Linked DNA regions of Hordeum vulgare: region 1 is linked to region 2. Evidence: chromatin contacts called from public Hi-C data. All regions are on one chromosome and are shown on one strand. Each heading gives the region's core, a stretch centred on a gene start, on an enhancer-like site or on the middle of the called end of the contact. The rest is flanking DNA. Distances are from core to core; before and after follow the strand shown.

Evidence for each region. Hi-C and Micro-C count contacts between places; a contact is called where the count stands out from the background.
Region 1: a Hi-C map of seedling shows a contact between it and region 2, with 4 times the contacts expected there. The contact joins the promoter of LOC123397704 here to the promoter of LOC123452403 in region 2. A contact is called at or near these places in 2 of 6 Hi-C or Micro-C datasets (leaf and seedling) and 1 of 1 datasets of contacts at active chromatin or transcription factors (embryo).

The regions. Positions count from the first base shown.
Region 1 is chr5H:349,940,538-349,945,510 of MorexV3_pseudomolecules_assembly, reverse strand. LOC123397704 (receptor like protein kinase S.2) reads left to right here and starts at 3,458. Exons shown (of 1, transcript XM_045092240.1): 1 at 3,458-4,973. The coding sequence starts at 3,689.
Region 2 is chr5H:349,482,100-349,486,740 of MorexV3_pseudomolecules_assembly, reverse strand. It overlaps LOC123452403 (F-box protein At1g47056-like), which reads right to left and starts at 2,918. Exons shown (of 1, transcript XM_045129050.1): 1 at 964-2,918. The coding sequence starts at 2,815. The coding sequence ends at 1,226.

The DNA.
Region 1 (4,973 bases), core at 2,209-4,708, 460 kb before region 2:
GCGGGGCAGATCGAGGGACGTGAGGACGTTCCACTACATCAACCGCGTTCTCTAACGCTTCTGCTGTACGATCTACAAGGGTACGTAGATCATTCATCCCCTCTCGTAGATGGACATCACCATGATAGGTCTTCGTGCGCGTAGGAAAATTTTTGTTTCCCATGCGGCGTTCCCCAACAATATGGAATACCATGAACGACATAATCTTTAATGGGAAGAAATTCAACAATTTTTTGCAGGTCATATTCCAAGCAACGTCCTGGATCCGTACGTGGTCATTACTGAGTCATGCGGACAACAGGGATCTTATGGCTACTGGGTGCAACCAATGGGAGATGGCCGCACGTGTTATCTTCAATCGGTTTGGATGGCGTGCTAGTAATAGACTAGGTGTATAGGCATCGTACTCTGATATTAGTTACGCCGGATATGGCAAGTTCTTTAGAGTTGATTTATTTTCAGATTCATTTTATTTCCGGATTACAGACTTATCTTGAACTTTGTTGTTATTTTGGATTGGCAATAATATGGCTGCATGCATCGATTGATGCAGAGGCAGGGGCTTGTTTCTTCCTTTTCAAAAAAAAACTCTTCTTACACATTATTCCTTTTTCCACTTTTCAAGTGTGACCGTTCTATTCCTGTTAATGAAGGAGGTTGTTTGTTGTCTTTGCCAGATGAAGATGATCAACGAGCTATGATGAGATCAACTAAGAATCACTACCACTCCCAAGCAAATCTTTAATGCCTATTTTATTTATTTGTTCTTTGTAGGCGAGATGTTTCCGATGCACAAATGCTTGGTGGGGTCACTATATTTGTCAATGGAAACTGAAACCACTAATGTTCATACGTTTTTAAAAGGAAATGTTATGTATTTTTCTAGACAATTGTCCATTGTTCAATCTTATGAAATAGTTTTATTTTAGCTGAGAGATGACATAGTTAACAGGAATATCCAAATCAATTCTATTTCATTTGCCTATCATATCTTTTTTTTTCTTGTTACACTCCTCGCAACATCGTGCGGGGTATCATCTACTTCCTCCGTTCCTAAATACTTTCTCAGTGTCTCAACTTTATACTAGCTCTAGTATAAATTTATACTAAGGCTGAGACACTTATTTTGAAATGGAGGGAGTATAAGCGCCTGTTCGGACTCCCTCCACGGAGCGGAGTACGCGGAGCTGCATTTTAGGAACTCTCCTAATTAACACTGGACGGCCACTCCGCTCCGGCGCGGAGTCGCGGAGCGGAGGGAGTCCGAACACGTCTTAAGTCTTTTAAGACATTTTATTAGAAAACTATATACAAAACAAAATGAGTGAATCTACACTCTAAAATATGTCTATATACATCCGTATGTAGTTTCTAATAGAATCTTTAGAAAGACTTATACTCTCTTCGTTCCAAAATAACTGTCTCAAGTTTAATACAACTTTATATTAAAGCTAGTACAAAGTTAAGACACTTATTTTGAGAAGAAGGGAGTAGTTTGCATTATGCTTAGCACTAGGCAAAGCTACTACACGAAATATACGTACGTCTGCATGTCGAGAGCTGGTAATCCTGCGATTAGAGAAGCGGACGTTGCGGAAGGATTCAACGCAGCGGCGACTTTGGACTCGGTACAATAAAAGGATTGATTCAAATATACTTCAATATTCAGTCGACTTACATCTGGTCGGTCCCTAATTTTGGTCCTTGGGCGAACGCGTAAAGCCAATGGCCACCGTTTTTAGCCGCAAAAATAGAGGAAAAAAACAGCCACCATGTTTGGAATCAGTCGGTGATCAGGCCTGTTTATTAGCTTGCGGAGAGGCATTTTCTATTTGATGCCACACGTTTAAGTATACGTGTATTTTTGTTAACTGACGTCTGTGACGTTCGTAAATAGATTGATCCATTCAATCGTCCGTTGAGGATTTTTTTCTAAAAAATCTACATTTTTTTTAAATATGGATAAACTTTTTTAAATTTCAACGAAATTTTTTCAAGATTGAAGAATTTTTTTCTGAAAATAAATGAACCTTTTTCTAAAATATGACGATGTGGAACCACTTCGTTGTGAGCACTTGGCTCTAACCATCCGGCCATGACCCGATTTGTGTAATTATATTACAGCCCAACATTTTATTGTGTATGTCAGTTTGGTTTTTTTGCTTCTTCTTTTCTATCATTCCTTTTTGTTTTCTTTAATGTGCCTTTTAATAAAATCCATGAAGCTTTTTATTTTGGCTTTTAAAAAAAATGAGTGTTTTAAAACCAACGGGCTTTTCTTTTAAATCAATGAACTCTTTCCAAATTTGATGAACTATTTTAAAATTTTGTGAACCTTTTCCAAAATCGGTTAATTCCTTTTCAAGTTTGATTAACTTTTTTAAGACTGGACAAACTTTTTTCAAAATCAATGGTTTTTTTCAACTTTGATGAACTTTTTCTAATTCGGTAAATTTTTTTTTTCAAATTTGTTGAATTGTTTTCCTATTCGATGAACGTTTTTCAAATTCAATGAAAATTTTCAAATTAGGTGAACTTTAAAAAAAATCATGATCTTTTTTAAAATCTGTGAAAATTTTAAATTCACAATTCTTTTTGTTAATTACGAGTTTTTCATTTTCTTTCATATTTAATCAACAACTGACTGAAGTGAGCCCCCCACCGGTGATCGATGGAGCAAACCCACCAAGCGCTCGCTTATATGGTCTAGCCGACGGGGTGATGGTGCGTGGGCGTCAGCTAGGGAAATTGACACTTGCAACGCTAATTAGGAGCTCCCCGAAAAACATGGAAGCAGATGAAATTTTTGCTCAATGACTAGGGCTTGTCTCACCGTTGGACCCTGTTAAAGAATTCATCCGATTAATCAGTTAACTTGTCGATTAATCTCTATTTATAGGGTCACCGAGTAGCCAATAAACTTATAGTTCGTCCGATTAATTCTTTAAGATTATTAATCACCTACACGCCAGCTAACCGAGCAGCTACGAGTTAACGATTTCCTTAACAATGTTGCTGGAATGTAAATTTGAGCGATTTCCACGCCTTGACGAAAAAAACCTCTAATAATTAAATAATGACAAACGTTGAAACGCATTGCTAGAACCGGCTTATTGTACCATAGGAGACATCGTAAATAATGGCTAGCGTTGAAACAAACCCCTAGCGAGCACCGGCTTGACACAATCATACCACAGGAGACGGTAGGAGAAGTGTGTCGTCGTGTTCCACCCGGCCGGCCCGTGACCTCACCGGCCGGCACCACCAAAACCCATGTGAAAATACGTGGCCGGAAAACCATTCTCCGATCGCGCGGCCTCTCCCTTTCAACGAGCACCCCCCACCTGCCATCCAAGTCAACCGAGTGAGCCACCCACCATGAATGAGCTGCATGCCACCACCCGAGCTACCTAGGCCAACTCCTTATGCTTAGCCGTCGCACGCCACACTAAACCTATCGCCGCGCCTAAACCAAAGTCCTCTTGTCATCTTGTGTCACCTTTCCTATCCTATCCCACCTGCCCCCCACCGCTCCGTGGCCACGCGCGCGCGCGCACTCGCCATTCCATTCCCCACTGATCAAGACCTCCACCGGCAACTTTAAACGCCGCACGCTCGCGGGCACCATTAATTATGCCCGGCTGACATCCCCCTGACACGCACGTACCATCTCCCGCCCAACGCGTCCATGTCGCTCCGCCGGCTGTGCTTCGTGCTGCCCATGGACGGGGACGAGGTCCTCGCGGCCTCGGCTGACGACCACGACGACGACGATGCCCGGCGGCGCCCCGGGGAGAAGCTGAGCTCGTACGTCCGCGACAAGGTCGGCCGCGCGCTCTCCTGCCTCCGCTGCGGCTGCCACGACTCCCGGTCCGCGAAGATGAGCTTCGAGGACATGGACGGCGTGTACGAGGTCGGCGCGAGGAAGATCAGAGGCGCGACGGGGCCCAGGGTGTTCAGCTACTCCGAGCTCTACATCGGGACCAGCGGCTTCAGTGACCAAGAGGTCCTCGGCAGCGGCGGTTTCGGCCGGGTGTACCGCGCCATGCTGCCAAGCGATGGCACCACGGTGGCCGTCAAGTGCGTGGCCAGCGTCGGCGTCGACCGCTTCGAGAAGTCGTTCCTGGCGGAGCTGGCCGCGGTTGCCCGGCTGCGGCACCGCAACCTCGTGCGCCTCCGCGGGTGGTGCGTCCGGGACGAGGAGGAGCTGCTTCTCGTGTACGACTACATGCCCAACCGCAGCCTCGACCGCCTCCTCTTCGCGCCGGCCTCGGCTGCGCCCGCGCTCGGCTGGGACCGGCGGCGCCGCATCGTGGCCGGCCTCGCCGCCGCGCTGCTCTACCTGCACGAGCAGCTCGACACGCAGATCATCCACCGGGACGTCAAGACCAGCAACGTCATGCTTGATTCCGAGTACAACGCTCGGCTTGGCGACTTCGGCCTCGCCCGCTGGCTTGAGCACACCGTGGAGGACGCGCCGCCCACGAAAAAGCTCGAGCTGCTGCCGTCGCCGCCATCCGTTCGGTCGACGTCGTCCTTTTCTTCCTCAGCCAACTACCAGTTCCGGCTGATCGACACGAGCAGGATCGGCGGCACCATCGGGTACCTCCCTCCGGAGAGTTTCCAGCGCAGGGGCGGGGCCACGGCCAAGTCCGACGTTTTCAGCTTCGGGATTGTGCTATTGGAGGTGGCCACCGGACGTCGGGCGGTCGATCTGGCCTACCCAGACGACCAAATCTTCATGCTGGATTGGGTACGCCGGCTGTCCGACGAGGGAAAGCTGCTCAAAGCCGGTGACCGCAAGCTGCCGGAAGGCGCGCGCGCCATGTTCGACATGGGCCGGTTCATCCACCTCGGCCTCCTCTGCTCGCTGCATGACCCGAGGGCTCGTCCTACCATGAAGTGGGTGGTGGAGAACATCTCCGGCAGCTGCTCCGGCGACCTCCCGGCGCTTCCGTCCTTCTTAGCACTCC
Region 2 (4,641 bases), core at 1,669-4,168:
GGAATTCTTCTCCATGGAAAGTTAGAAACACCAATGATGCCGGTTGAGATGTAGAATGCCATGGTTCCAGTAACACTGGTCCAACGCGGTATCAGGAAACACAAAGGACTAGCAAACGATGCAGAAAGTTTTAGGTTGACAACAATCTAACAATTTCTTTAACTACATATATAGTTGCACAAACTGGCTCTGATACATCTTGATACTTTCCAGTTTCCAACTCTACGCTGAAAAGGCAACAGTATACAGGCACATCATGGAGTTCCTGCTGGTACATGATGCTAAATATTGTGAAAATATTCATACCTAGCATCAATGATCAGATAGTGGACAGAACAGAAACGTAAGTTTGCACCAGATAAAAGATAAGCCATTCAAATGATTCTCGCTACAAAAAATAGCACGCGACAAAACATAAGGTAGAACCAAGCCCACCAATTAGATCCAATAGCGTAAAATTGGCACCACTAGTGAAGCACAAGTTACTCACTGAACCATTAGAATTTGTTCCACAAAGAACACTTTTCATTGCACTCCATTTATGTACTAGAAAAAATCTCCAGGAAAGCCAGCACTCCCAAAATCTATTGGTCTACATGAACATAAGGGCGCCCTAATAGAGTTGTCGGCACCACAGACCTTCAAAACTCGTGTATACATTATAAAGACAGGATTCCATCTTAAGCACAGTTTTTCCATGCTGAACGAGCAACTAAATAGAAAAGAAAAGAGATATATGTGACTATGCAAACATCGATTGACCCAAAAGGCACTTCTCTTCAGAATCATAATATGTATATATTGTTGATTTCTGATCATTATTATTTCCAGGTTCTTATAGTTCAAAGTAATAAAGAAATTGCATTTGAAGACTAGTCCTTATAGTTAAATTAATAAGCACTTTGCATCTGAAGACCATAGATACCAACATGAAAAATTATGACAGAAAGTTGACAATAGTGCTGGCTTGGCATATCATATTTTTCAATCCAAAAAATACCTCATACAAGATTACATTGTGCGATCAGATCTCTGCTACTACAAAGAGCAAGATCAAATAATAAGTACCCTCTAAATAGACTAGCTGGTCCAGGGGAAACTTCATGGTACAATTAAGGAAGACAAGAACATCAATCACAAAGAACAACAACAGCATCAATCAATGTAACAAACATAAAAGAATCAAAGGGCAGAAGGAGTAACCATGGCACATAATTCTTGCGACTCATGAGCTATGGGGGCTCCTGCGCGGACGTCTCCGAAACATGGAAACCGACAAGCTCCTTGTCATCAAAGCACCCATCCGTGCTTTCCACCCTGATGGTCTGCCACTGGTGCCACACAGAAGATCAGGAACCCCTATCTGATCATCAAAATCATCTTGTACCACATCACTTCCTGCATTCTCCAGTACACCACTCTCGTCCACACTAGCATCTTGCAATTCGCCCGCACCACCTGGCGTGTCAAAATTCACAGCAAGGGCGCCGTGCCGACTAGCACGAAGGCGCTCAGCACACTCAAACGTCACCCTGCGGCACTTCTTCACCTTCACCTTGACAAGGCGTGGGCAGCCTGCTGCAAGCTTGTCCATTCCAGCATCAGACACAGGGCATGCCTTGATGCACAGCTTCCGCAGAGAAGCACACTTAGTCGCCACGCAGGAGATCTCTGCATCCCCAAATGTGTCAGACCCACAAAGCGCAAGCCGCTCAAGAGTGGGGCAGTTGGCAGCAATCAACTCAAGACTGGCCGATGTCAAATTCACACCAATGAGAACCAATTCCTGCAAAGCAGCACATTTCTGGGCCACAGTTGCAAGCCCACGGTCGCCAATCCTATTCGCCTTCCATCCATCAACATGCAGCTTGCGTAGACGTGGTGACTTGGTGGCAAGTGCTGCCAACCCAATATCTGTGACCTCCGGCGCTTTGGCAAGGTACAGGACCTCTAGCCCACATAGCGCCGCCACACCAAGGTCGCTGACCTGCAGCTTCTCAAGATGAAGCTCGGCTAGCAAGGCACCCTGTGGGATCGCCTGGAGAACAGGGTCCCAATCACCGGAGCAGCGGATGATCTTGAGGGTTTTGAGGTTGGGGGAGTGCGTGATTAAACAGGAGAAGCACTGCCCGTTGTAAAGCTCTTTGAGGGCCAGAGACTGGAGACGAGGGCTGGAAACGGTGATGGGCTCTGAGTCAGCTAGGCCTCGCAGACGCTTGACAGAGAGCTCCTCGAGTTGGGGGCAGGACCGGAGAACTGCCTCGATCCCCTTGGCGCCGAAGGTGCATGACCCAACTGAGAGCTTGCGGAGGTTTACAGCCGCGGCGGCGAGGGCGGCGACGCCGTGGTCGGTGACAGCACGGACCGAGCGGAGCTTGAGGCGGCGAAGACCCGGGCCGAGACGATGCGCGACGAGCGCGAGCGTGGGATCGCCGACGCTCTCCGCGCGGCGGTCGCACTTGAGCGCGAGCTTGGATACAGCGGAGAAGCGCGCGAGGATGGCCGGGGCAGCGGCGAGGAGCGGCGCCCGCGCGTCAAGGGCGAGGCGCAGGCGCGAGGAGGCCTCGGTGGCGAGCCAGCGTCGGCAAACCAGGGAGCAGCGCTTGCGGTCGCCCGAGCCGAGGAGCCCGAAAACGACGGCGAGGAGCTCCTCGGGGAGGTCGGAAGTGTAGTCAGCCTCCGCCGCCTCCGCCGCGTCCTCGGCAGCCGCGGCGCTGCAGAAACGAGGCGACGCTGCCTGCGCGGTGGGGGACGGCGGAGGAGGAGGAGGCTTGCGGTGGTGGTGGTAGCGGGGGGCGGAGGGGCACTGGCCCATGGGGGAAGGGGGCGGTGGTGGCGGATCTACGGGGGAGGCGGAAGGAACGGAGGGAGGAGTTGGGGTCGGGTGGGGGATTGGGGAAAGGAAGGAATGGAGGAAGGGATGCTACGGACGCGAGGGTGATTAAATCCGGTTAAGTGCTCCGTCCTGGGTACACGGTTTTTCTTTTCTTTCGCATTCTCGATGACTTTGATAGGTGGTCCGGATAAAAAAATACCATACGTTTTTAATTTATAAAAATAGTTTATAATCTGAGAATTTGTAGTTACGGCACAAATAAAGATGATTTTATTTTATAAAAATACAGTTCAAAATTTTATAGGTCTTCTATTTTAACACGGCTTGCATGTAGATTTAATACGTACAAAGAACCAGACAAGTGACCTTCACTTTCATCTCTGATTCTGATTTTGTTGACGTGTTTATCCCCAATCCGGCTGAGTACTGGTATGAAAGAAAGACGAATAATAATTTATTTATTAAGATTGCATCCTAGATAGTATTTTTGTTAAATGTTTAACAGATAAAATAGCATCATATTTAAATTTTACATATTTTTTTAATCAGATTCTATATATAATATGTTAAATTTGAAGTTACCGTTTACAAGATATGAGTATTTAAAAAATATATATATATACTACGGGTTTAATGTTAAAAACATCGGAGGGTTTTCTATAAAATAGCATGAGGACTAAAAATACTTATTTCCTTTATTAATATATATATAAGGTATAGACAGTATATACTTCTAGTCTTCTAGGAAAAAAATGGTAAGGACACCTCCATTGCTGATCCTCGACGATCTGCGAAGACCAGTCTGCGAACCCTCACACGGAAACACCGTCGCCCCCATCTAATTGGCAGCCCTGCTCGATCGTATTGTCGTCGTTGTTCGTGTCGTCGCTGTCGTCGTTGTTCTTGTCATCGCTGTCACCGTCTCTCGAGCAAAGAAAGGGCGAGGGGCCGCCGTGCCAGCCTTGTCCGGTCGTAGTGTGGCGCTCGCATAGGCGTAGACCCGCTTCCTTCTGCGTGTTGTGGATGGCGCCGCAACAACTACCGACGGCGCTCGTGATGCCCTGGCGGCGGCCTTGCCCCTACCGGCACCGGCGGAGGTGTCGTAAAGCGACCATTCCTAGCCAATCTTGATGACCTCCACGCCGAGGCGGCAACGACATCGTGCGGCCGTCTCCGCGATGGTGATGAACCTGTCGAGAATTCAGGCTTTCGCCAGGTCCGGGTTGATGCGGACATGTGAAAGCACAACTTCTCCTTAAGGTGGTTGTGATAATTAATCACAACATAAGAATCATTGAACTAATGATCTTATCCAAGTATATTTGAGAAAAGTTCAAAGATGCATTGGTTAAGGATTGTGAGCTGAACCCCTCGATACAAGGAACGGAATATGATTGTCCAAGCTTCAAGCTATAAGACTCCGCATTTTATATTTGTGAGAATTCGCGTTTGAGTCCATAGAAAGTCAATACTATTAAAAGGGGTGAGGTATCTATGATGAATTGGTTGCTCAAGTGCTTAGATATAGCCACCAAAAATACTCAGTCATTCTCCCACAAAAGTTCTCTCTCCGAAGCCTAAATAGCAAAATCGGTGCCATCAAGATTTTCCATTCGACCATACTGATTTTCCACCACACAGACTCTTTGCCAAACCTAGAGTCTCGGTACCACCAACATTCCTTTCTATGTCACCGAAACTAGTGACCAAGTTTCTGGTATGTCGTTTTCAAGAATCACAAATTCCGAGTCTTGAAATCGGTATCACCGAGATTTGGAAACTGTCCTAGGTCACCCATATCGGTA